Regions from separate parts of the Mus musculus genome. Here regions 2, 3, 4 and 5 are each linked to region 1. A link is a contact called in public HiChIP or PLAC-seq, Micro-C and promoter capture Hi-C data. All regions are on one chromosome and are shown on one strand. The core of a region is the stretch at or near the end of the contact, and the rest is flanking DNA. Distances in the headings are between cores, read along the strand shown.

What was found. Promoter capture Hi-C pulls out the DNA fragments that hold promoters and counts their contacts. A called contact is a pair of places that touch in the nucleus more often than the background predicts. HiChIP or PLAC-seq counts read pairs in DNA pulled down with a chosen protein or histone mark.
Region 2: a contact with region 1 is called in a promoter capture Hi-C map of embryonic stem cells, with 4 times the contacts expected there. The contact joins the promoter of Sowaha here to the promoter of Acsl6 in region 1. A contact is called at or near these places in 3 of 39 promoter capture datasets (embryonic stem cells, hippocampal neurons and liver) and 2 of 9 other capture datasets (liver and macrophages).
Region 3: a Micro-C map of embryonic stem cells shows a contact between it and region 1, with 3 times the contacts expected there. The contact joins the promoter of Irf1 here to the promoter of Acsl6 in region 1. A contact is called at or near these places in 1 of 484 Hi-C or Micro-C datasets (embryonic stem cells) and 1 of 115 datasets of contacts at active chromatin or transcription factors (pancreatic cancer cells).
Region 4: a Micro-C map of embryonic stem cells shows a contact between it and region 1, with 4 times the contacts expected there. The contact joins the enhancer-like site here to the promoter of Acsl6 in region 1. A contact is called at or near these places in 1 of 39 promoter capture datasets (pre-B cells), 1 of 15 datasets of contacts at CTCF or cohesin (large pre-B cells) and 3 of 484 Hi-C or Micro-C datasets (B cells, embryonic stem cells and pro-B cells).
Region 5: a contact with region 1 is called in an H3K4me3 HiChIP or PLAC-seq map of bone marrow-derived macrophages, with 4 times the contacts expected there. The contact joins the promoter of Rad50 here to the promoter of Acsl6 in region 1. A contact is called at or near these places in 2 of 39 promoter capture datasets (embryonic stem cells and hippocampal neurons) and 1 of 115 datasets of contacts at active chromatin or transcription factors (bone marrow-derived macrophages).

The regions. Positions count from the first base shown.
Region 1 is chr11:54,300,601-54,305,311 of GRCm38.p6, forward strand. Acsl6 (acyl-CoA synthetase long-chain family member 6) reads left to right here and starts at 3,224. Exons shown (of 21, transcript NM_001033598.1): 1 at 3,224-3,322. Gm51861 (a long non-coding RNA gene) reads right to left here and starts at 3,101. Exons shown (of 3, transcript XR_003949553.1): 1 at 2,760-3,101; 2 at 1,227-1,337; 3 at 867-1,111.
Region 2 is chr11:53,477,228-53,482,682 of GRCm38.p6, forward strand. Sowaha (sosondowah ankyrin repeat domain family member A) reads right to left here and starts at 2,968. Exons shown (of 1, transcript NM_183173.2): 1 at 1-2,968. The coding sequence starts at 2,680. The coding sequence ends at 1,034.
Region 3 is chr11:53,767,973-53,773,286 of GRCm38.p6, forward strand. Irf1 (interferon regulatory factor 1) reads left to right here and starts at 2,042. Exons shown (of 10, transcript NM_008390.2): 1 at 2,042-2,306; 2 at 3,312-3,403; 3 at 4,867-4,966. The coding sequence starts at 3,317.
Region 4 is chr11:54,971,717-54,976,539 of GRCm38.p6, forward strand. No RefSeq gene overlaps it. Among named protein-coding and RNA genes, the nearest start is that of Tnip1, 11 kb to the left of the region's middle. Within about 2 kb of position 2,310, at least 134 of the 459 cell types and tissues checked have an H3K27ac peak or open chromatin away from gene starts, as enhancers often do. A contact at or near this core is called in B cells, embryonic stem cells and pro-B cells, where this site is marked.
Region 5 is chr11:53,705,590-53,710,967 of GRCm38.p6, forward strand. It overlaps Rad50 (RAD50 double strand break repair protein), which reads right to left and starts at 1,730. Exons shown (of 25, transcript NM_009012.2): 1 at 1,338-1,730; 2 at 396-479. The coding sequence starts at 1,466.

The DNA.
Region 1 (4,711 bases), core at 1,974-4,473:
CCACCTAGAGATCAAACCTTCAACATATGAGCCTTTCCAACAGACATCTTCTTTTTTTTTTTTTTTTTTTTTTTCCGGTCTAGGGTTTTTTTTTTTTAATTTAATTTTATTTTTATTAGGTATTTTCCTCGTTTACATTTTCAATGCTATCCCAAAAGTCCACCATACCCACCCCCCCAATCCACTACCCACCCACTCCCCCGTTTTGGCCCTGGGGTTCCCCTGTACTGGGGCATATACAGTTTGCAAGTCCAATGGGCCTCTCTTTGCAGTGATGGCTGACTAGGCCATCTTTTGATATAGTCGAGAGCTAGAGTCAAGAGCTAGAGTCAAGAGCTCCGGGTTATTGGTTAGTTCATAATGTTGTTCCACCTATAGGGTTGCAGTTCCCTTTAGCTCCTTGAGTAATTTCTCTAGCTCCTCCATTGGGGGCCGTGTGATCCATCCAATAGCTGACTGTGATCATCCACTTCTGTGTTTGCTAGGCCCCGGCATAGTCTCACAAGAGACAGCTATATCTGGGTCCTTTCAGCAAAATCTTGCTAGTGTATGCAATGGTGTCAGCGTTTGGGAGCTGATTATGGGATGGGTCCCTGCATATGGCAATCACTAGATGGTCCATCCTTTCGTCACAGCTCCAAATTTTGTCTCTGTAACTCCTTCAATGGGTGTTTTGTTCCCATTTCTAAGAAGGGGCAAAGTGTCCACACTTTGGTCTTCGTTCTTCTTGAATTTCATGTGTTTAGCAAATTGTATTTTATATCTTGGGTATCCTAAGTTTCTGGGCTAATATCCACTTATCAGTGAGTACATATTGTGCGAGTTCCTTTGTGTTTGGGTTACCTCACTCAGGATGATGCCCTCTAGGTCCATCCATTTGCCTAGGAATTTCATAAATTATTTTTTTAATAGCTGAGTAGTATTCCATTGTGTAAATCAACAGACATCTTCTATCTAAATATTTACCCTAAGGTTAAAGGTCCAATATGAATGATTCATCCCTGAGGTGATCCTCCCAGGGTTAGGTTAGAGCCATCCTTCTGTTTCTAGACTTACCATACTGGCCTGCTGTTATTGCTGCTTCTGACTTGCCTGCCCAACACTCCAGCTCCTACCAGAAGAGGGCACAGAATACACAGTAGCTTAAAGAGTGAATGAGTACATGAATGAGTGGGAACTAGGAGGTCACAGCTACCTGATGGCTTGATGTAAAAGCCTCATCCCACCTTGCCTGCACATCTCTGGATGCTGGCTTCTCTCGCTCTGTGTTCTAAGGTTGCTGGACCCATGCAGTCTAGAGATCTCAGAGTTACAGCTGCCTGATTCATGATGGAGATCTACAAGGAGGAAGAAGCCCTTGGTAACTCAGTACCGAAAACAACAGCCCTGTGACTCAGTGGAAGGGACACACCTAGAGTGAAAAGCGACCTGGCCGTGATCCCACAGCCAGCCCAGCGTCTTCCTGTCGATGTCCCTCAAGAGAAGCCAAGTACTGCTCAGAGAAAAGCGGAACCCCACTCGGCTAAGTTATCACCAGCTCGGCACCAGCACAGAGCTTTAAACTGTGATGCTCGCAAGAAACAGAGACATCTATAGGAAGAGTAACTGGATGCAGCATCCTGCAGGAGGCCAGGCTAAATGTGTCCCATGACATCACTCTGGAGAAGAGGCTGCCAGAAGCCACCCAGGAGCCTAGATGCTCCTGCAACTTGGTGTTGCAGAGGACTGGCCCCAGAGCCTGCTGCTTGCCTCCTAGGACCCCTGCTCTGTTAACAGGTATTCACTGTGTACAGATAGAACAGTGTACAGATGATAGAAAGACCAGAGCATCCGAGAAGGGGATGGATCTTTTCATCCTAACTATAATGTGAAATGGATATTGACAGAATGCAGAAGGAAGGCACAAGAAGGAAAAGGCCCTACAGTGCATATGATCAGAAATTGCAATGGGATAAACCCTGCTTATGGCTTCATTATATTTAAAAAATGTGTGATGATATTCTGGCCAACTCCCTAGGCCAGTCTGACTTGAAACCATCTATGCCCTCTCCCAAGCCTAGAAGTGTCCCCTGACGGGGTCTCCACCTGAGCAGGCAGGCCTTCAATTAGTTCGCTACTGCTGCTGGGAATGCAGGAGGGATTTCTGATTGCTGTGTCACCCACTGGGAACAATCCTGCCACATCACCTCCATGATCCTCTCATAGAGGTGTCTGCCAAGTTTAAGATTCCAGCAAAACCCTTGCCAGGAAGAGACTGGCTTCAAGCAAGAGCAGCCCTCCCAAGACCCGGTTCCTGTAATGGGAAAGAATGGTCTATTGTAGAGACTCACTGTAGATGTTTCTGCAGACTGTACATCTCTAAGGTTCACAGAGATAGGCCAAGAGACACATACCAAACTAAAGATGCAGGACCACCCCCTCCCCAACACATAGAGAGACACACAGATAAACACAGACACACAGATAAACACATACAGATACACACACAAAGAAATTGAAGCCTAGATATGAGTTCAAGTGCACAGAGAGCATCCAATCTCACCTATCCACCCCTTGCTTTCTGATCTCTAATGTCTGGTTTCTCTCCCTCTTACTCCTGGTATGGGTCCTTGTCTTAACCAGTGCCTGACCAAGGTCTGTGCTGCTTGAGCGCTGTCCTCGGTGCTGGAAGCCTAATGAGTCCTGAATGCTTGAAGAACGAGGGGACCTTGGTGAAATCCACTTGAAGATGTCCATCGAGGCCCCATCAGAATACCTACCTTTATTATTTTAGAAAATCACAGAGCCAGGCTTCCTCCTTTTGTTCCCAGACAAAGGGATTGCAACTCTTCAGCTCACTCTTCAGCTCAGCAATGAGACCACCAACAACCTAGTGACCGTATGACCATTTATCACAGCTAAGAGGAACTTGAGCTCTTATGTACCACACATATGCATCACTGCCTGTGTCCTTGGGAGACACCTGTGATTCCATGTGGCTGCCTGTGTCTTCATGAGACATGCCTGGGGACATGGCAGCTGGTGAGTCTTCCCGTGACCTTGTGTGGCCTCCAACCTGACCTTGAGCATTCTTATTAAGTGTGGGTATTATCCAATCTAGCCTCACCTTGATGCCCCCCCCCCCCCCCCCGCCCCATCACTCCCTTCCCTCTTGGGTTTGCAGATGTGGCTCCCAGCAACTACAAAATCAGGTCCTAGGGGGCGTCTGACTCAGCCAGGAACCGGCACTTCAGCATGTGCACTTTCTGGGACAGAAGCCCTGGACCCCCGCTGCCATTTGAGCCTGCCTAGCCATAAAACCTTGGAGGCCGGTCGTGTGGAGGTAGGGTCGTTCATGGGTGGAGGCACGGTGAGGTAGGAGCGGCAGTGAGCCCGTGAGCCCCTTCCTCCAGCCCGTTTCCCCCAGAACGTTGCGGGGCGGGCGGCCCAGCCCCTCCCCCAGTCGGGCTCGGCAGTTCGGATGCCGCTGTCTCTTTGCCCAGGAGTCCCGGCGCGCTGCGGGGCTGGGAGTCGGGTTCCGTGAGGAGCGCGCGCTGCGCCCTCCCCCTCCCGCCGGGTCTCCGCAGCGGCGCGGGGAGGCGGGGGCTAAAAATACCCGGCGGCGGCGGCAGCGGCGGTGGCTCTGGGGCTGCGGGGCTGCGGGCCTGGGAAGCAGTGCGGGCCGGGCTGGGCCGGCTCACCGACATGCTGACCTTCTTCTTGGTGTCGGGGGGTTCTCTCTGGCTGTTTGCCGGTAAGTCCCGGTCCGATCCTGACCACCATTTCCGGGAAGCTGTAGTATCTCGGCCCAGGGTGCGGGTGTGACATCTCCACCTTGCGGAGCCCTCTGCTGCGGCTGCTGAATTGTCCCTTCAAGGTCCCCGAGGCGCCCCCCAATTCTGGTGGGGGTCCATGGGCAGCGTTGGGGAAGCAGCTGGGTCAGCCCGGAGGAAGGGCCTTACTAGCTGAGACCCCCATAACCCCCCTTCCGTTCTCAAGCTCCTTTCTCCTTGTGGTGAGAACCGGTGATCAGATTAGGCCCCGTGCCAAGGGAAGGGCAGACTTTTTGTGTCTGTGTCCATCTCTAGAGACCAAAATCCAAGTTATGTTGCCCCCACCACCACCACCAAGGTCCCTTGGTGAATTGTACGGCAGAGCTGACCTGGGTTTCCTGATCCAGCCAGAAACCTTTCTCACTAGCGGTCCCTGCTGCCCTTTAGCCAGAGGACAAGACTGGTTACTTGCCCCTTAGCTCTGCCCAAGGCTGTACCCTGGCTTCCCCCCTGCCTCACCCCTTTCCCTCCCTCATCCTTGCACCCTCTTTCTTAGGAAGCTACAGGACTCCTGATAAATCTCTGCATAGTACTTTCCCCAGATTCCTACACCCATACCTGTACTCTCCCAACAGGCCCACCCCTTACCAATACTACTTCTCAGCACTGGCCTCTCCCCTCTCCAAGCCTCCGGCTAATACCTCTAAAGGGTTTCCAGCCCCACCTCGGCCCCAGCTCTGTGCAGAATCTCTAAACCTGATAATGTACGTGAAAATGCTTGGCCTAGCCCAGGCCAAATGCTCTCCCCATGCTAATATTTCTTATTTGGTATTCGGATAGCACCATCAGCGGTGGTGACAAAGTTGTTTCTGAGCTAAAGGAAAGGCAGAGGTTGATTCTTTTGTGAGAATCATGTGTTTTCATGTGTGAGTTTTTTTTTTTTTTTTTTTAATATTCAC
Region 2 (5,455 bases), core at 1,718-4,217, 820 kb before region 1:
ACGTCTCGTTCTTTCTGCGTTAAATCACTTCACTTTCACTCTCAAGATACACTTTTGTTTGTTTGTTCATTTTCTGTCCACTTTGAGGTTTTTTTTTCTTCTGGTGTGGGATTTGTGTGTGTGTGTGTGTTTCTGTCTGTCTGTCTGTCTTTGTCCGTGTGTGTGTGTGCACGGAGGTTGTTTGTTTTGTTTTGAGTCAGAGTCTCTCTGTGTAGCCCTGGCTGGCCTAGAACTTGCTCTGTAGACCAGGTTGGTCTTAAACTCACAGAGATCTGCCTGTCCCTGCCTCCCAAGTGCTAGGATTAAAAACATGGCTCACAAGCCCAACCATACCCTTGTTTCTCAATATTCGACATTCACAGTATAATTGGGATTAGTTACATTCATTAGGCTCACAATAGTTACTCCATGTTCAAGATTCCAGAATCTGTACTGCCTACAATGAGGTAGATAAGCTTTAGTGTTGTTGGCTTAGGACTAATTTCTTTTAGACTCAACCATCTCTTTAAAAGATAAATTTCCAAAATATTTAGCAAAAAACTGAAAGTGTCTTACTACTTTGCCTAAAAATGGAAAAAAATAGAATTTCAAAGGTATTATCAAAGTTGCTGTACCCCATTCTAATTTAAAAACAGAATAAAAGCATCAAATTACAAAGCCACTGCAGATCTTAAGTCGCCATCTTTGAACATCTGGAAAGCCACCCTCTACTTCTGATTTGGGAATGTGTCCACCCAGAGGCCTCTGGTTAACACCTCCAGGGGCCAGACCAGCTGCTGCCCCTTAACCTTTGACCCTAAACTTCAAGTCTCCTCCCAAGATCGGGCATGACTGCTTGGTTTCTCTAACGGGGGAAAAAGAATCCCATCTCTGTAGGCACGTCAAATTTCAAACAGAAGGTGGAGGCCCATCTGGTTACACCAGGCTGCAATAGATAAAATCGGAAATGAGACAGACTGCCGGTTTGGGGCCTGTCTTGGACAGGCTTAGACAGCGTGCCACAGGCCCTGGTAGGTGGTAGCTCCAATGCCATTCAGGTTGGAGGGGGCAGACTGGGCACTAAACCAGCTAAAGGTCCTGGAGTGGATCGATGAGAGATTTCGGTGAAGGACGGCAGGCCACCGCGAATCTTGGTCTTTTTTCGGGGAGCCATGGGCGAGGCACCCAAGAACTTGCTGAAGGAACTTGACTTCTTCAAGCCACGAGCCAGGTCCTGGAGCATCAAGTCATCGGCCAGGACGCCCAGAAACGCACTAGTGGTGGAGCTGAGGATGGTGGCGGCTACCTGCACGGGGTGCCGAGACACAAGGCTCCCACTGCCACCACTGGCCGCATCAGGCTCCATCATAGATCGCAGGCCAGGGTCACCCAGTAAACGCCTCAGCGCGTAGGAGGAGCCAGGCCGTAGGTACTGGTAGGCACGCCGGCCGCTGTAGTCGCGGACGTGCACTTGGGCACCCAAGCGCACCACTAGCAGCACAGCAGCATCCTCGTGGCCGTGCAGAGCCGCCAGGTGCAGCGGCGTGTAGCCACCGTGAGAGCGCGCGTTCACGTCCACGGGCGCGCCTCCACGCCGCGCCACCTCCACCAGCTGTAAAGCCATCTCCCGGTCGCCGTTCTTGGCCGCCCAGTGTAGCGCGGTGAAGCCGGACATGAAGTCGCGCTTGGCAGCCAGGCCGCGGTCCCGCAAGAGCAACCCGTGCAGCTGGTGACTCCAACGACCGCTGGCCGTGCGCACCAGCCACTCGTGCTCCGTGGGCTCCAGGGGCACCGCGGGTGACGGTAGCGGCGCGACGGGCATCTCCTCCGTGTCCGGACTCAGCAGGCGCGGACCGGCGCGGGACAGGCGCCTGAGATGCGGGGAACGGCCGGGTCCCAGGTGGAGTCCCAGACCCGACTCCTCTACCGAAAGCCTCCGCAGGAGCATCGGGGAGCCCCGTGGGCTCGGCTCCTCCGAGCGCTGCCGGCGCAGGCCCTGCTCCTCCGCGCGGATCCGCAGCGCCGCGGGGCCAGGAACGACGCAGCGCACCGGCAGCATGCAAGGCTTCTGCGGTGGCACTTGCGCCGTGGGAGGTGCAGGCTCCGGGCCTGGCGACTCTGTGCTCGTCAGGGCCAGCCCCGACGGCACGCTGGCGGGTCGGGCTAGCTCCGAGGACCGAGGTAGCGCCGGATCCTCCGGCCCCCCGGGCTGTGGCGCTGAGCCTGATGGCGCCTCAACCTGGGTGACCTCTGAGGGTAGGGTCTCAGGGGTGTGCTGTAGCTCGGATGGTGCGGACGAGTCCTCCGGCGGTTCTCCTGATCGCTGTGGGGAGTGGGGAGCCCCGGGGGCACAGTTGTCCTCCGCTGGGACAGCAGCGCACTGGGCCAGCGCGGCTGGCACTCCAGGGCTGGAGGGGAGTGGGGCCTCGGGTCCTTCCGGCGGCCGGGGCTTCTTTCTCAGCACCACGAACTTGACCCCATCCAGCTCCTTCACCACGGCCACGTTGTTGACGAACTGCTTGAAGCGGTCCCTACGGGCCGCGCGGCCCCGTGGGTCCCCAGCGTCCAGCAGCGGCTTGAAGCGGCTCAGCAGCTCGGAGTTGCGCACCTGCCCGCCGTGCTCCCGCAGGAAGCCCAACACCGCCGCCTGGCTCACCCCTGCGGCAGCAGCGGCGGCAGCGGCGGCGGCTGCCAGCGCCATTCTCGGTGTCTGCGACTCCGGGGTCGCCCCAGCCGCCCAGCCGGGCTCACCTGGGACTCTGATTTCCGAAACTGGACTGCAGTCACGCCCTCGCCGCCGTGCTGAGAAGTCTCCGGGCGAAGGGCACCTGGGACTCCTATCCTCCGCCTGCGCCAGGCCTGGCCCCCAGACTGGGGGGTAGGTTGCTGCTGAGAGGTCCTGTCCAATGGGCGCCAGGCTCCATGCCCCTGTGCGGCGCTCGGCTTACAGGTGACAGCTGCCACTGGAGGTGCGGAGGGAATGGGAAAGCGGAACCTCTCTGCACTGCCCCCACCAATTAAAGGCGGAATTAAAGGCGCAGCGTTGCTCTTCAGCTCCACTCCCGGTTGCTAGGTGGGTGTGTTCCCTGGGGATGTTGCAGCGTATGGGCGAGGCGTGGGTATTTATTACCTTCAGCACTATTTACCACAAAATAAAAGCAATATTTTACATATATATGTCCTTGCACTGCATATATTGCATCAATACCTCTCCAATGTCTGATGCTTTTTATATAGGGGGAAAAAAACCAACCAGATTTACAAAATTCATAGCAAGAACAGTTCCCTGTGTGGTATTGAGTGCAGGGTACTGGAGGCTCACAAGAGGTTTAGGAAGCAGTTTTCTCATGATAGATAATACTTTTTGAAATGTGGAGCTTTGCGATCTACATATTTTATTATTCGTTGACTTTCTGTCTCTCTGTCTCTCTCTGTCTATCTGTTTCTCTCTCTCTCTCTCTCTCTCTCTCTCTCTCTCTCTCTCTCTCTCTGTGTGTGTGTGTGTGTGTGTTTTGTAGGTCAGAAAGAAGATAACTTGAGACATTGGTTCGGCTTTCCATCATTACATGGGCTCTGGAGTGCAAATTCACATCATCTGGTTTGGTGGCAGGCACCTTTACTCACTGAGCCATTCCAAAAATACCCCCTTTATTTTTGTCTCTATATGAAGTTCAAGTTGGTCTGGAACTTGTGCTGTCACCGCCTCAGTCCTGAGTGCTAGGATTATAGGTGTGTGCCACCATGCTTGCCCAAAATAACCCATTTCATATAGGATTTCAGGAATAAACCCACAGGAAAAAACAAAGAAGGAAAAAATATCAGCAGCAGAAATGACCATTAACATTTTGACATACTTTCTTCTACTATGAATTCATGTGTCTTTTATACTTTAAAAATTAAAAAAAAAAAGCAAAATAGAAACCATATTGAAGTGTTAAGTATGGAACCCAGGGCTTTACAAATGCCAGGATACAGCACCACACCTCCAGCCCATGCTGTTTCTAAAACTTCAGTTATTTCACAAATATTTATTGAGAACATAGCCAGGCCCTTTCAGGCTGTGATACATGTTAGCAGAGATAAACGCTTTGACCTAGCAGAGTTCATTTATCAGGAGGAAACAGAAGTCAGAAAGCTCTGTAATGTGCTATGTGAGCTATAGCATACCCTAGAAATACTATAGAGAACACTATAGTATAGAAATACTATAGAGAACACTATAGTATAGAAATACTATAGAGCATGGAGAAGCTCACCAGGGACAGGGTGGGGGTTTCAGCTGGGCAGTGGTACAGGACAGCATCCATTGTGAAGGTGAACCGAGGGTGTGGGGTAGGGAGTTATGCAGATGAGAAAGAACTTCTTCAGTGAGGGTGGAGGCGGGGTTGCTTGCTTCATTTTTGTTGTTTGTTGTTTCCAACTTTTATTTATGTGTGGTATGTGGTGGGCACAGGCAGACGTGCAATGGTGCAGGGATGGGGGTTAGAGACATCATCCAGGAGTTCTCCCCTTCACCATGTGGACTCAGAGAGGATTTAACACAGCTCAGACACCTTGGGGGGGGGGTGTTCTTTCTGAGCAAGTCTCTCATATGACCCATGATGACCTCAAACTCCTGCAGATGCTGTCCTTAAACTTCTGATCATCTTGTTCTTACCTCCCAAATGCTGAGATTACAGGCTTTTACCACTGTGTGTGTGTGTGTGTGTGTGTGTATCCAACTAGAATATATATATATATATATATATATATTCCCAGGCTAGCCTGGAAACTCAGTTCTCCTGCCTTACTCTTCTGAGTACTGGGAGTACAGGTGTGTACCATCATGCTGGGCTTTTTTGTTGTTTCTGGTTTTGTCTATTGTTTGTTTGTTCTTGAGACTAGGTCTCACTATGTAACCCTAACTGGCCTAAAACTATGTAGACCAGGCTAGCCCAAATTTATAGAGATCCACCTGCCTCTGCCAATACCTGAGTGCTGGGATTAAAGGCATGTGTCATCAGGCCTGGCTAGCTATGCTGGGCTTTTGAGTAGGGGTGTTGTTGTTTGGACAGGGTTCCTCTGAATAGTCTTGGTTGTCCTGAAACTCACTCTATAGACCAGGATAGACTGGAACAGCAATATCTGCCTACCTCGGCCTCCCAACTGCTGGGATTAAAGGTAGGCACCATCATTGTGGCTAGTATCTTTTCTTTTTAATTTTTAAAAATTTTCATTTAATTTTGTGTGTTATGTCTTGCGCTACATGCATGCCTCGTGCCAACAGAGGCCAGAAGAGGGCTTCAGATCCCAGAAGCAGGAGCTATGAAAGGTTAGGAGCTGCCACAGTAGCTGGGAACTGGACTGAGGTCCTCCGGAAGGTCAGCCAATGTTCCTAACCACTGAGCCTCCTTTCCAGCCCCATTAGCTCCTTATTTTATGTTATCAATGTTTTTCCAGTTGTCATTTGTCTTTTAATTTTGTTTTCTGTTGACAC
Region 3 (5,314 bases), core at 792-3,291, 530 kb before region 1:
TAAATCAAGTACCAGGCAAGATGGTGGTACCGACTTGTAATCCCAGCATTAGGAAATAGAAGCAGGAAGATGAGTTGTTTAAGGCTAACCCAGGCTACAGAAGACCCTCTTCCAAAAATAAATAAATAAATAAAAATAAATAAATAAATAAATAAATTTTAAAAAAGGAGAACCCCTAAAGTCAAAGTGGGAAAAACCTCGCATAGAACATTTAAAAGATGAAAATGGTCAGTTTCACTGTTAAATCGTAGCAGTGAGGGTGGGACAGGGACATCTCCTAAGCAGAAGACTGTTAGTGTGTGTGTAGAGACTTTGCTCACAGTGTTGTCTCTATTGGGAAAAGGTGGAAATAACCTAAATGTCCTACAACAGGGTATTTATCTATCGGGTAAATTTTTATTTATCCTTATGACAGAAAACAGGTACCCATCACTAACAAGGCTGCATATGGACATTCCAGGACACAGGCTGACTTTCATTATGTATACCCACACAGTTATTTTGATGTAATTTGTAGTCTCTGGTTGCTTTCAGTAGGGTCTCTGTGGGCTTCAAGAGTTACAAAGTTTCTCTCCCTAATCTCATTTTGAATTTTCCATTGGCTGGTCAGAGTGTCTCCACAGAGCAAGTATACATCTGTTGCACAGAGAGCAGGTGTCAGATTCAGAGTCATGTGATCAGAAGGCCCTGGTCTCTAGTGATTCTCTTAATTTGCGACTTCAAATACCTCCGTATTTATTCTAGAGTCTCAATTCCTCCTTCCAAATCCTCCTGCCACCTTGAATCTCCTAGCTCGTCTATGAGGCAGTGACGTTACAGGTACAATCGTCCATTGATGTGTGTATTACAGCTTGCAACATTCAAACTGGGTGCTGTCCTAGACGGACAGCTAGGGTGAGGAAGGTGACACAAGAGAATGACACGGTAGAGGACTGATGTACTTGTGAGTCAGAAGCTGCGAGGAAGCGAATGAAGAAGCCTGAGGGGCCAGAGTTCGGAGATGGAACATGTATACACTAGCCCAGCCGCTAAGAGAAAGAACAAACTGGCAAGGTTTACTCGTGAACACCAGTTAACCCGCTGCCCTTGCCATCCCCTTGGGACCTGGGTCCCCCCTTAGCCACAATTTCCCTATGCTGCCCAGAACTTCTCCAGAGCCAGGCTTTGGGGACTCAGAAATGACTTCAAGACTATCAGAGAGGAACTCTCTCCCTAGGGCTACGTCGAGGATGGAGAGCTGAAGTAGGTGTCATAGAAGGAACCACGGCCACTTCGGAATTTTATCCACTTCTTTGGTGTTAGGTAGTCCCAAGGAATAAGGGTCGCCTTGGTCACCGCTAGCTAGAACCTCGTGTGGCACAGGAAAGCACACCCGCATCTTGTGCCCATGTAAGCAAACACATCATCTCTCCCCATAAGGACAAGGTGTTCCCCCATCACTTCAGACTAGCAAGTGAGCTATTGACATTTTATGGTTACGGAGTCCTTGAGTCCTTCAACGGCTGGCCCTGCAGAGTCCAGGCTGGGAGTTCCTACTGCCCCGTATTTCCAAGTTAGGCCTTCTGCCTCAATTTCCCAGAGCAGCCAAGTGGCAAGTAAGGCGGTACAGGGACATAATCTCTCCCTTCTTGACACTTCATTACCAGACTGATTTTGAGGGTGATTTAGTCCCGGGGACCCTTCTGGAGAGGGAATCAGGTGTTCTAGAGACATAGGGAGTTAGGTGTCTCCCGTGGAGAAGGGGAAGACCATCATAGGAGCCAGCAGGCTGGGAGTCTGCAGAAAGAGGGGGACGGTCTCGGCTTTCCAAGACAGGCAAGGGGGCAGGGGAGTGGAGTGGAGCAAGGGGCGGGCCCGCGGTAGCCCCGGGGCGGTGGCGCGGGCCCGAGGGGGTGGGGAGCACAGCTGCCTTGTACTTCCCCTTCGCCGCTTAGCTCTACAACAGCCTGATTTCCCCGAAATGATGAGGCCGAGTGGGCCAATGGGCGCGCAGGAGCGGCGCGGCGGGGGCGTGGCCGAGTCCGGGCCGGGGAATCCCGCTAAGTGTTTAGATTTCTTCGCGGCGCCGCGGACTCGCCAGTGCGCACCACTCCTTCGTCGAGGTAGGACGTGCTTTCACAGTCTAAGCCGAACCGAACCGAACCGAACCGAACCGAACCGGGCCGAGTTGCGCCGAGGTCAGCCGAGGTGGCCAGAGGGACCCCAGCATCTCGGGCATCTTTCGCTTCGTGCGCGCATCGCGTACCTACACCGCAACTCCGTGCCTCGCTCTCCGGCACCCTCTGCGAATCGCTCCTGCAGCAAAGGTGAGCTCGCCGGAGCTGCGCGGGCACCGACGGGTGCCGTGGAACAAAAGGCGCACGGGACACCAGGAAGTGGGGGCCAGAGACACCCTGGGTCGCGGTGGCGCGCTGGCTCGGGAGGGCGCTGCAAGCGGGCGGGAGGCGGGCCGCGGCGTGCACCGCCCTCTGGCCGCGCTCGGCGGTCTGCGTGCGCGGAGCCGCTGCGGGGCCTCTTGGTAGCCCAGAGTGGCCGTCGCGCGCACCCGCGAGCAGCGCCGGGGGACTCGGATGTCCGCCTGCGCGCACTTTTGGCGGTCGCAGCTTGGCTCCCAGCTCTTGCTTTCGGACGCGCAGTGTTCGGTGCAGAGGTTGGCTCGCTGCCTTGACTGGCTGGACCGGGTCGTGAACTACTGGGCTTTCGGGAGGAGGTGCCACAGGTGTTGCTTGCGCCACTTCTCTTAACAGCAGGGGAAACCAGGCCGGAAGGGGTTGCGCCCCAGCCTGTATGTTGTGGGCACTGGCTGTCAAGAGGGGACATAGACTGGATTGGAGTGGGTGGGTAGAAGTGCCCGAGATGGAGGTTGACTTGCTTGCTTGCACAGCCTGGAAGGTGCAGGGCTGGGGGTGACAAGCAAAAGTAGTCCCTTCCTTCTTCCAAAGATTGAATTTTGAGAGAAAAGTTCTGTCATTGAGATGTCTGTCTTTTGGCTTTTTTTTTTTTTTTGCACATATATCCTGCAACCATCCATCCATCCAGACTTGCTTGGTTGTTTATTCCTGAGACTGACTGGGAGAGACTGAAAAGAATGGGCAGGTGGCTTTGCCCATGATGCTGGAGAGTTTCATTCTACTTCAGGGTCCCTAATCTATGACCTGGGTACCTGGCTGATGGCAGGAGAGTGGGGGAGGGTAATGACCTGGGTGTGAGGACAGGAGAAGGTAATTGAGCGAGCGGCCTTGGGTGGAGCAGGGCAGTGCCCAGGGTTGTTTAACAGACTCCAAACACAGGCCTCTGTCTTTTCCCTCCAGCCACCATGCCAATCACTCGAATGCGGATGAGACCCTGGCTAGAGATGCAGATTAATTCCAACCAAATCCCAGGGCTGATCTGGATCAATAAAGTGAGTGTTATCCTGCGTATTCCTGCCACTGTTTAATGCATGTTCTCTTGGGGCGCCAAATTTCATGAGTGAACGTTAAGAGAGCAGGAAAATGTATTTCCCAGTGGGTGCTGCATGCCAGAACGTGCAAGGTCTGACTTCTGCCTCCTGCTTCTTCCTTCCTGAAGCTGTGGCCAGCTCACCCTCCTAGTGGTACAGTCCTCAGCACCAAAACTTCTCAGCTTCTGCAGAGCCTGGGTTCCTCTCTCTTCCAAGAGAAACACTGTATACATAAGTCTTACATGGCTCCAGTTGGATAGACAAGACAGACAGAAAAGCAGTCGATAGTGGTTAGGAACGGGACTAGTTACGTAGGAGACCCAAGAAGCCACAGCTGGCATGCATGGCAGTATAGCAGCAGCAGTAGCATTGGTGATAATTAATATGTGCTTGGCACCTTTTTTGATATGTTACCAAATTGTGCATTTTAACCGGCATAGTAATCCTGTGAGATGGGTCTCGCGTAAGGAAACTGAGGCACTTTAAGGTAGATTACAAAGTCATGTAAAAAGTGTGAAACCCAAGACCAACTTGAACCAACTTGATTGAAATAGTATACAGTTAACCAGCAGTAACAAGAGTGGTGGTGGTAAGAGCCTCCTGGATCTTGGGGCTGGTGAGCTTGCTCAGCAGGTAAAGGCACCACCTTCCAGTGAGCCTGAAGGCCTAACTTTGATCCCTAGAGTCCTCTCATGGTAGGAGGTTGGCCTCTGACCTGTACATAAGTGCCCTGGCTTGTATCTCTCTCTCCTCTCTCTCTCTCTCTTTCTCTCTCTCTCTCTCTCTCTCTCACACACACACTCACAATACACGCATAAAAATTTAAAAAACAGAACTAAAAAAAAACTTAACTCATGGTGGCTGTTGTTCCCATACATACTTTTTATTAAAAACAAACAGTCCCCCACCCACCCACCCCCACACATACACAAACCTTTTCTCTTTATGTCTTACCTAAGGGGAGAAGAGTAGGGCAATATTACATAGGCAGCCCTCACCCAGGTCTGGTTCAGGGATCCCTTGGGAGTATGAGCAGGAGCCTATCTATGTAGGAGTCACTGTGCCAGGCGTCCTGAGGAGACTCTAAAGCAAGAAGGTCCCATGTTCCAATGCTCGGTAGCCAGAGAGAAGCATCCAAGGCCTGCCAGGCCAGGGCTGAGAAGGGGGTGCTGCTTAGGTTCTCAGCACATCCACAGTGTGGGGCAGGGGTGTCTTTGAGCTTCTGGTGCTGTGGCTCATCAGAACCTAAGCCCCCTACTGCCCTTCCTAAAAGATGCAGAGTGCCCTGTTACAGGCAGCCAAGACGGGTCAATCCAGGCCAGATGTCGGGGTAAAAAGGGGAAGTCAGCCTTTTCCCATACTTGGGGGCTGCGCATCCTCGGTCGCACTCTGAGCTGACTCGGTCTTCTATGTACACTGTTCAGGAAGAGATGATCTTCCAGATTCCATGGAAGCACGCTGCTAAGCACGGCTGGGACATCAACAAGGATGCCTGTCTGTTCCGGAGCTGGGCCATTCACACAGGTGGGCAGGGTGGGGGAGGGGGCAGAGGAGAGACAGGGGGAGACATACACTACCATCAGTGTTCTGGGTGGCCTCTGAGCTCCCTGACACAGCATGCAGAATTACTGGAGCAGGGGGGTGAGATGCACCTATGTTTTTCTAGGACAGAATCATTGTTCTAGCAAGTTCTCAGAGGATTTATAAAGGCAAAAAAAAAAAAATGTTAGAAAGCATGTGTGCTTTAAGGAGTCTGTATAGAATACAGTTCCTAGAAAAAACAGTTGTGAGTCAGGGTACCAAGAGACTTCCATCTTCCTTTCTCAAGGTCCTTGACCTAAGCCCCATCTGGTTGGTGGCCTCCTTTCTTCC
Region 4 (4,823 bases), core at 1,060-3,559, 670 kb after region 1:
CTTAAGTGCCGGGATTGCAAGTGTGTGAATCACCTGGCTCACCTGGTTTAGGTAGTGCTGGGATCCAGCCAAAGGCTTTATGAATGCTGAGCAAGTAGCCAGTGAACAGAGCCACACCCCCCAGCTCTGGAAGCACCCCTTTAATTGTTTATTCTGATGCAGGAGTCCCAGAAACCCGTGGTTGAAGTACCCTGATCTCCCATCTTTGTTCACTTTTTGTACTCGGGAAGTACCGTCTCAGATCAAGGTCAGAGACTGGATATATAAAGGAAAAACCAAAACTCAAAGTCATTTCGAGGAAACGGGGTATGTGTAATCCTGTCGGGATTTGAAAACTGGGATTCAGGGATGAGTTTTGCAAAGTGGTGCTTTCCAAGGAAACAGATACAAAGGGGGTGTGTTGAAAGATGTTTTCTTAAAGGAGGAGGATCCAAGAACAGATGTCGCAAGGCTGTGCTGTCAAAGGAAGTGGCTTCTTAGCCCATCAGGTCCAAGCAGAGAATCAGAGTGATTGATCTTCACCAATGTTCTCACTGGGCAGAAGGGCTGAGGCTCATGAAGGGGAAAGTGAGGACCCAGGGTGAGGCAGGGAGCTGTTGAGGAGGTAGCTGGGGCTCCTGTCCCTACTCCTTCCATTTTCTTTTCACCTGTGTAGTACTTTGATATCTTTGCCCCAGGTCCTTGGGGCACATTCCAAGGTCAAAGACTGAGACTAAATCTGTGTGCCGGGGACCTACACCTGCCAGATGTCAGGGGCTGCAGCCTGAGGGTGGCTGGGGTACATGGGAGAGGAAGGAGCAGTGCAATGAGGTGGCCTAACCTCAGAAAGGAAGCCTGGTGTCTGGGGAAATTCCCCAACGAGGTCGCATGTCTATGTAAATAACTAGCTCCCATAAGCCTGGACTTCAGAATGGGAGAGAGAGAGAGAGAGAGAGAGAGAGAGAGAGAGGAATCCTGGGAAAGTTGGAGAGGGTATAGGGCCCAGCTATCCCTAGGGGTCCAGCACCCTGCGAGGCTCTTCCGAAAGCTTCACCTCATTGTCTTTGTAGTATCTTCCCTGGGTAGAAGACTGGGGGCGGGGGGGGGGGGGGCGGGGGGGTGGTGGTGGTGAGACTCATTCAGGAAGCCTGTCCTTGCCTAAGCTAAAGTGTATCCTACTATACTTCCTTGGAGACCATGGGGAGGGTGGCCATGATGATAAGTATGACTATAGATTTGCTGCCACTGCTGACGAAGGTGACAGAGATGAGGTTCAGAGTCCGAGAAGGCTTAGCAGTTTCATTTTAGGTTTTCATCTCACTCACTGGGGAATTTTATCTTGGGAACAGCGGAGGCATGAGGCAGGTAGTGACCTTGACTCACCTTGGGCAAATCCCAGCATGTTCTATTTTATAGGCCCCGTGGGAGCTTTCAAAGACTAGTAGGCACTGTTAACCCTTCCTGGAACACTTCTGACATAGTGTCTACAATGGGAGCATCTTTCTGGTCTCTGTAAGTCTCTCACCTGAGGTCTTAAGCCTCCTTGGGAAAGGAGACCCTATCCAGGTCTTCATTCCTTTCTTGGGTTTGGGCCCACACACCACCTGGCTCCCCAGGGGGCTGGCCTGGGAGGACAGAGAGCAATCCCCAGCTATTGGGCACCGCAGGGAGCCTAAGTGTCTCTCCGTAGAACTTGCACACAATCAGGCAGATCCCCAGGACCAGGAGTTGTACATGGTTCACTAAGATGGTACAGCAAGGAAAGGGTGGATGATCGTGCCAGTGTGTGTGTGTGTGTGTGTGTGTGTGTGTGTGTGTGTATGTGTGTGTGTGTGTGTGAAACAACTTTGGAGGGCTGGGCTAGGTGTTTCCCATGTGGCCAGGGATGATGTACTTCTGGTGTGCTTGTGGGCCTAATCAATTCATTTTTTTTTTCTTTATGTGGTCAACAATGAGCTAAGCGTGCCAGTAGGTTCTGTCTTCTCATAGCCTGCGTGCTCAGAACAGCATGCATCTGACTCTGGCTCTCTTTGGTCTGTCCCTGGGCGGCATGGCTGGCAGTGACCTGGCTTTCTGTATGCCCTGTGAGGATTTGGATTTGGATATATATGAGAACGTGCGGGAATCGGAGTGTCCCTTTCCTCTTCCCCTGGGCTTTTGGTTTTCTGTTTTTTTGTTTTGTTTTTTTCCGGGCCCTCCCAGGTCAAAGTCCAGGGCTCTTTTGCTGGGTGCCAGGGAGGGGATTTTACTCTAGCTGGCAGCATCGCTGACAGATGGTGATAGCTGAGAGGAAGGGGTGGGACCATTCATGGGAGGAAATGCATGTGCTGGAAGCTCTGAGAACAGCTGGGCCTGGGGGAGGGGCCCACTGCCTGATAGTTGGGACTTGTCCTTACACAGGTTGTGGTATGACCTCTATGAGGACTCTAGCCTCATGCTCTGCCTTCAAAAGCCCCTCCTGCCCACCTCACCCACTCCCCCAAACCCTGGCCCACCTCTAGGTTCCAGGTAGAATGATTCCTGGCTTCCTGTCTCCATCCTTTCCTGAATTCATAGCAGGGTGTGTCTTTCTTCTCCTCACCCCTCCCTCTCATTTGCCTCCCACCTTCACTCCAAACCCCCACCCCCACCCCTTTTTGAGACTGGGTTTGCTGCTTCAGTTTCTTCCCATCTTACATGAGACAGAGGCTCTTGCTGAATATGGAACTCATAGATCCAGCCAGACCAGCCAACCAGCCCCAGGGATGCCCCAGTCTCCACCTCCAACCTTCACATTGCCACACCAGGCTTTTCTTTCGCTATGTCTGTCTGTCCACCTTCTGTCTGTCTGTCTGCCTGTCTTTTTTCTTTTCTTTTTTTTTTAGACAGGGTTTCTCTGTGTAGCCCTGGCTGTCCTGGAACTCACTCTGTAGAACAGGTTGGCCTCGAACTCAGAAATCTGCTTGTCTCTGCCTCCCGAGTGCTGGGATTAAAGGCATGCGCCACCATGCCCGGCTTCCTTTTTTCTTTTTTTAATGTGGGTGCCGGGGATCCAAACTCAGGTCCTCATGCTAGTGTGGCAAGCACTTGACTGACTGAAACATCTCTCCAATCCTGGACTCTGAACCCAGGTCTGCCTCCAACTTCCTGGGGATGGAACACAGGCATTTTGTGCATTCCAGGACAACATTCCAATCACTGAGCTATACTGCCAGTCTCTCTATAGTAATACTTTTTCTCCACTCAGCTCTCTGAGGGTGGGGCCCAGTGTAACACAGTGGTTCTCAACCTTCCTACTGCTATGATCCCTTAATGCAGTTCCTCATGTTATGGTGACACCTCCTCACCCACCATAAAATTATTATTATTTTTTAGAGTTATTTATTATTATATGTAAGTACACTGTAGCTGTCTTCAGACACACCAGAAGAGGGCATCAGATCTCATTACAGATGGTTGTGAGCCACCATGTGGTTTCTGGGATTTGAACTCAGGACCTTCAGAAGAACAGTCAGTGCTCTTAACTGCTGAGCTATCTCTCCAGCCCCATAAAATTATTTTTATGTTGCTACTTCATAACTGTAATTTTGCTATTGTTATGAATCTGAATTGTAATAGTTTTGTAATCTGAATTGTAATATTTTTGGAGATAAGAGGTTTGTCAAAGGGGTCTCGAACCACAAGTTGAGAAGCACTGGCGTAGGGAGGAACTCAGTAGACACCAGGAGCTGTTGAGGCTCCCTCTGAGCACTGTCAATTATTAGCAGTGAGGAGCTGATGTCGTGGAGTTGGTGTTCTGGCATGGACAGTACTCCTGGAGATGTTCACACATTGCTTTAACTACATACACCTTCGCTGCCACCCTTCCCTGAGAGAAGGAAAACACAGCATAGGAAGGTCAATGAATTTGCTCTTGCTAATGGTTGACTGGGACTTGAACCCACGCCTGCAGCCCAAGATGGAAGCTGTGGTATAGCTAGAATTTCCCTGTAGCCTCCCTCCATGTGAAATGAGGAAGTCTTCTCCAGAAGTCCTGCTATGATGCAGTCTTCAGGCAAGCCATCCTACCAATCAGAACCTTATTTCAGTTGTCTTACTGTATGCAATAGGTGAGTCCTGCAAAGAAAGCAATGGCGGCTCAGGTAAAGATTCTCCAGCAGGACTTGTTGTGGCTTCAATTCTGGCCCCAACTGGGCTGGGACAAGAAAACATCAAGAATTCCAAAGCAGCCAACAGCTACCTCACTGCTGTCTGTTAGCAGAAGTGTGAGCAGATACCGGACTCTGCTCTGGTCAGGGCAAGCCCCTTCCAAGCTGCCACTTCCTTCAGGTGTTTCCTTTTGGTCCCAAAGACCACAGCTTCTGCAAAAAACTTTCCTGAAGGGAGAATGTGTGGTCCAGGGATGTAGACATGTCAGTTGGTGCTTGCCTTGCAGGCATAAAGCTCTGGGTTCCAGCTCTAGCATGCCATAAACTGCATATGGTGGGACTCGCCTGTACTTGGGAGGCAGAGGCAGGAGGATGGGAAGTTCAAGGTCATTCTTAAGTTATGTACATAGAGTTTGAGGTTAGCCTGTGCTACATAAGACTCTGTTTTAAAAAACAAATGGGCTAGAGAGACAGCACGTATGGCTCTTGCAGAGGACCTGGATTTGGTTCTTCATACACAGTAACTTCAGCTCCAGGGGATCCAATGTCCTCTCTGGTCTCAGTAGGTACCAGGCATATATGTGATGCACACACAGACATGTAGGCACTCCCTCAACACATAAAATAAAAACAAGCAACAAAAAAGAGCAGTGAGGAATTAGAGGAGAGGTGACTCCAGCCTTGAAGCCCATCTCAAAGGGTGACCCAGATGCTTGA
Region 5 (5,378 bases), core at 480-2,979, 600 kb before region 1:
TACACGCGAATGTCTGTGCATGACACAAGGTCAGAGAACTCATTGTGGAGTCAATTCTCCCCTCACCCTTCTTAAGTTTGACCCTGGCGTGACCAGCAAATGTGTTTACCTGCTCTTGTCAGCCCTATTGTGCTTTAATAACTTCACACTGTATGACAGTGCTCTGGGGGGAAAACCCCGAAATGTACCATTAGATAGGACTATGATCTCTGCTGGGTTAAACAGTACATAGGAAAATAAAAATGCCAACAATGGTTATCACTGGGTGCGTCCACTGCAGGTGACCATCTTCTCTGCATACTTTCCACTCTAAGGTCCTCTACAATAAGCAACCACTACTTTTAGAATTATAAAAATTTAATTCTTAAAATACAAAACTTTACAGACACCATTACCTTGGGATCATGAACAAATGTATTTCCTTTGGTTCCAGGAGGGAAATCTCCAGTACAAATATACTTTAGACATTCAATGATGGTCTAAAAAAAGAGCAAGTTGTGTGTTATTTAGTGATGAGAACCACAGTAGTTTATGACAAATATTCATTCACAGCCAGGTGTGGAGGTGTGTATCTACAATTCTAGCATTTGGTGGACAAGAAGATCAGGTCAGCCTAAGCTATGTGGGATGCTGTGTCCAAAATAAATAAATTAAATAATAGCAAAAAATATGTATACATGTAGCTAGTGATTATAAGCGCTTTATTATGTCTTCCTTCCAGGAGATCAAGGCTAAGAACAGACCTGGTACAATGTCAAGTAACATTTCCACATAAAAGTCCACCTCCTGACATTCAACATCCAAGTTGGTATTTCTGGCTATCTTGCAACTTATTGTGTAGATCAAACTGGCCTCAAACTCATAGAAATGGGCATGTCTCTGCCAATCTAGGATTAAACGAGTGTGTCACAACGCATTGCCCAAATCTTCAGAAGTAATAAAATAATTTTCCAGCGTTAGGGCTACTCTATCAGCTTCATGTCCACAATAAGTCTTTTTTTTTCCATCGTTATGTTTTACCAGTAGACATGTTTTGCAACTCTAGGTTACCTATCTCTCATATTTAAAAAAAAAGCTTTTTGGAGGGGCTTTTGGGAGGTCCCAGTTGGGCACAGGTAGGTGGCGAGAGTCTGCTACGCTTCCGGAACTAGGGGGCGGGGCTGGGAAGCAGGGGCGCAGCCGGCCTTCCCCGGGAACGAGATGCCAGAGCGGAGCGCACGCGTGGGCTTCCGACACTCCGAGTTGCTGGGCCGGACCGGCTCTGAGGTCCCCGAGGCCCACGCAGCGCGCAGGGCGACGCCCTAAACACCTTCTGGGGCCCTCGCCTCAGGACTTACCGTCTTCCCCGCCCCATTGGGTCCAACCAAAATTGTGAGGGGGCTGAAGAAAGAGATAATCTGCTTATCTTTATCCTCTATCCCAAAACTTCGCACGCCCAGAATGCTCATCTTTTCGATCCGGGACATGTTTGCACCACGTTCCTTTACTCAGTGCCAGGGGCGAGTTTTAACCTCAAGGCGGAAGCTGGGCAAGCCGGGAAGGAACGCCGCGAGAGGACCCAAAAGTTCCGAACACGCGCTGCGAGCAGGAGCTCCGGTGGCGAGAGCACTTCCGGCCCCGCGGGCTTCGGTTTCCCGGGAGGGCGCGGGCCGGTTAGGGTCTGCACAGCCCAGAAAAGCCAAGCGAGCCAGCAACCGTAAGCTCGCACATTCCCGCCTCGCACGACCTGGGGTCACGTGGGGGCGGGCGCGTACTTGTCCACGCCTCTCGCACGCCCGGGGCATGCCGGGAAGTGGGAGTCCTAAGCAACACGAGCAGGACGAGTAGCTGTTGTCTTTTAGAAGTTGGGCAGGGAGGCAGCTGCCACCTATCACTGTTTGCTTTGACGTTTTGAGATCGGGTCTAGCTCTGTAGGCTCGAACTTGCGATTCTCCTGCCTCAGTCTTCCAAGCGTCGCTATTACAGAGCCTCCTAGCCCATCTTAAGTAGCGAAGACCATACTTTACGTCCACATTTGGATCCCTGGACCGCATGGGTAGGCTGGGGTGCAGTCGGAGACCCCAGTTAGTGGTTTGTTAATGACATCTACTGTACGGACAGTACTGTTTAACAGCGTTTTTCACTGTCACTTTTTATTATTATTATTATTTTTTTTTTTTTTTTTGGTTTTTCACTTTATAGTGGCGAGTAGTTTCTCTTGATCACGTGACTGTGGTGCTGCCATTACAATAGACTGCACTCTTGTATATATTTTTCCTTTAGAATAAATCAGTTTTCATTTCTACTAAGCTGTAAATGTTGCTAGTTAATGCTTACATAGGCTTGTGTTGAGATCCTTGCAGAGCTAATGGTTTTGTGAGCTGGAGAGGTGGCTCAGTGGTTAAGAGCACTTGCTCTTGCAGATTGTCGGGGTTCAATTCCCAGCACCCACATGGTGGCCCCAACCATCTGTAATTCCAGTTCCAGGGGATCTAACACCCTCTTCTGACCTCCCTGAGTTCCAGGCATAGACATGCTGTAATACATGCAGGCAATACACAAAGTATATATGTGTGTGTAGGCTTTTTTTAAAGTTTTGCCACTGAACTATTAGTAACATATACAATGCCTCCACCCTCAGCAGTATTTAAAAGTGCAAAAGGAGTTTAAGACCAAAAGTTTGTGGACCCAAAACCAGATGCTGTTCCAAGACAGGGTTCTTATAAGTAGGAAGAAAGTCCGCTCCTGTCAACAAGGTCACAAGGTAGGAATTAGGTAGAAAGGGGCTGGCTATGGAGGCTCAAACCTGTAATTCCTGCACTCAGGTGAGTGACTGAGGCAGGAGGATGCCTTTCACTGTTAAGTGTGGACTAAGAGTGAGACCCTGTCTCATACAAAAATAAAAGGCTGGCCTGGCGTGCCCAGCCCTGATTCATAGATCAACAGCACAACTCTTGGACCTAGGCTCACAGAACATGTCAGAAGAGGGGGTGAAGAGATTGTAAGAACCAGAGGTCCAGGAAACCTGTGAGATTGTGTCTCCTAGAAATGACAGAAAATTTCACACATGATACCATAGCAATATGGCTGCCTAAACAAGACCTGAACAAGGACAGCATCAGTAGACATGCTGACATGGAAAGGGAGCCCATAGAGAACTACAATGGAATTAACTGCTGAGAAGAGAAGAGGTGGTCTTTTCTGGGGAGGAGTTGGTTATCCAATACCAAGTGGTTAGCCCTGAAATCATATGTGTACAAGTAACACTAACTGGCTCGGTAGGTTGTTTGTGTGTGTGTAAAATAACAAAGAGGCCATGAATTTGAGAGAGAGTAAAGGGGAGACAGAACATGAGAGGGCTGAAGGGAGAAAAGGGAAGGGGGAAATGATATAATTACATTTTAATTTTTCCATTGTCATTTTGTGACGTGTAATCTTGGCAGCCAGGAACTCATTATGTAGACCAAGCTGGCTTCAAACTGAGAGAGCCACCTACCTCTGACTCTCAAGTGCTGGGATCAAAGGTGTGAGCCACCACACTTGGCTTCATGCTTTAATTTTTTTTTTTTCAAGAAAAAGAAGAAGCCAGACAGACCTGGTGAGACAAGCCTGTAATCCCTGTTCTAGGGAAGCTGAGGCAGGAGGATCATTGCACATTCCTGTGGGGAGCCGCCCTCACATTCGCCGTTACAAGATGGCGCTGACAGCTGTGTTCTAAGTGGTAAACATAATCTGCACACGTGCAGGGGCAGTTTTCCCGCCATGTGTTCTGCCTTTCTCGTGATGACAACTGGGCCGATGGGCTGCAGCCAATCAGGGAGTAATACGTCCTAGGCGGAGGATAATTCTCCTTAAAAGGGACGGGGTTTTGCCATTTTCTCTCTCTTGCTCTTGTTCTTTTTCTTGTTCTTTTTCTTGCTCTTTTGCTTTCTTGTTCTTGTTCTTTTTCTTGCTCTCTTGCACTCTTGCGTTTTTGCACTCTTGCTCTGGCTCTTGCTTTTGCCCTTTGCACTCTAGCGCTCTTGCGCTCTGGCTCCTAAAGATGTAAGCAATAGAGCTCTTGCTCTCTTGCACTCTTGCTCCTGAAGATGTAAGCAATAAAGTTTTGCCGCAGAAGATTCTGGTTTGCTGCGTCTTTCCTGGCCGGTCGAGAACGCGTGTAAGACATTCCAAGTTAGCCACAGCTACAATGAGACCTTGTCTCAAAAAACAAAAAGTGAAGGGAATTTGAGGGACTCAGGAAATTCTGAATGTAAACCTTGAAATCAGGAGACAAAAATGCTTATTAAACAATATTTCTATAATGATAATGCTTTTAATTTAAGAAGAATTTTGAGGGCTGGAGAGATGGCTCAGTGGTTAAGAGCACTGACTGTTCTTCTGAAGGTCCTGAGTTCAGATCCCAGCAACCACATGATGGCTCACAAACATCCGTAAGGAGATCTGACGCTCTCTTCTGGAGTGTCTGAAGACAGCAACAGTGTACTTACGTATAATAAATATGTAATAAATCTTAAAGAAGGCGGAGAAGGAGGAGGAGAATTTTGAGATTCATATGTGAATATTAGTAGCATGGTATTTAAAAATATGAACTTATATGTATGTGTGTGGTTATGTGCACATGTTGGGAGCTAAAGAGTGTGTTGGGTCCCTGATGTGGATGCTAGGAACTGAATTCTGGACCACTCTGATACTCTGGGAAAACAGCATGTGAACCTCTCGTAAGTATGCACAAAGCACACGTTTTGAAAAAAAACAGTTCAGAACAAAATAGTTAACTGAAAAAAAATAATGGATATGTCATGGTAGTTACATTCTGTCACACACACACACAATTCTACCTTGTAATAGTAAAGGTTTTCTAGTCAAAATGACCAAAAAAGAAAAAATTATGGCTCAAAGTTCCAATCAGCCAAGTCCCCAATTCTCGGTAAAGTACTTCTGGAAAACGTTTGGTTTTACCTGAACCAAAATTAATGTGATGAAAAGCTAAGCTGCCACGAGATGCTATCTTATGTCCACAGGAACCTATGCATCTTTCTAATGCTTTCTGATCGCTTGTCTCCATTAACACAGTCTGGTAACTGAGCTAACTCTTGGCTAGTCTTCGTTCTGTTTTCTTTGTCATTTATGTTGAGTATCTTTTGAAAACAGATGGCAAATATCTTTGATACAGTTTTATGCTATGTGTCTTTTTTGTTTGTTTGTTCATTTGTTTGTTTTTCTCTGTGCAGTCCTGGCTGTCCTAGAACTCACTCTGTAGACGAGGCTGGCCTCGAACTCAGAAATCTTCCTGCCTCAGCCTCCCAAGTGCTGGGATTAGCTATGAGTCTTTTTAATAGGTGAGTTAGTTAACTTGTCTGGTCAATTTGGAATTTCCTATCTCATATTGTTCATGT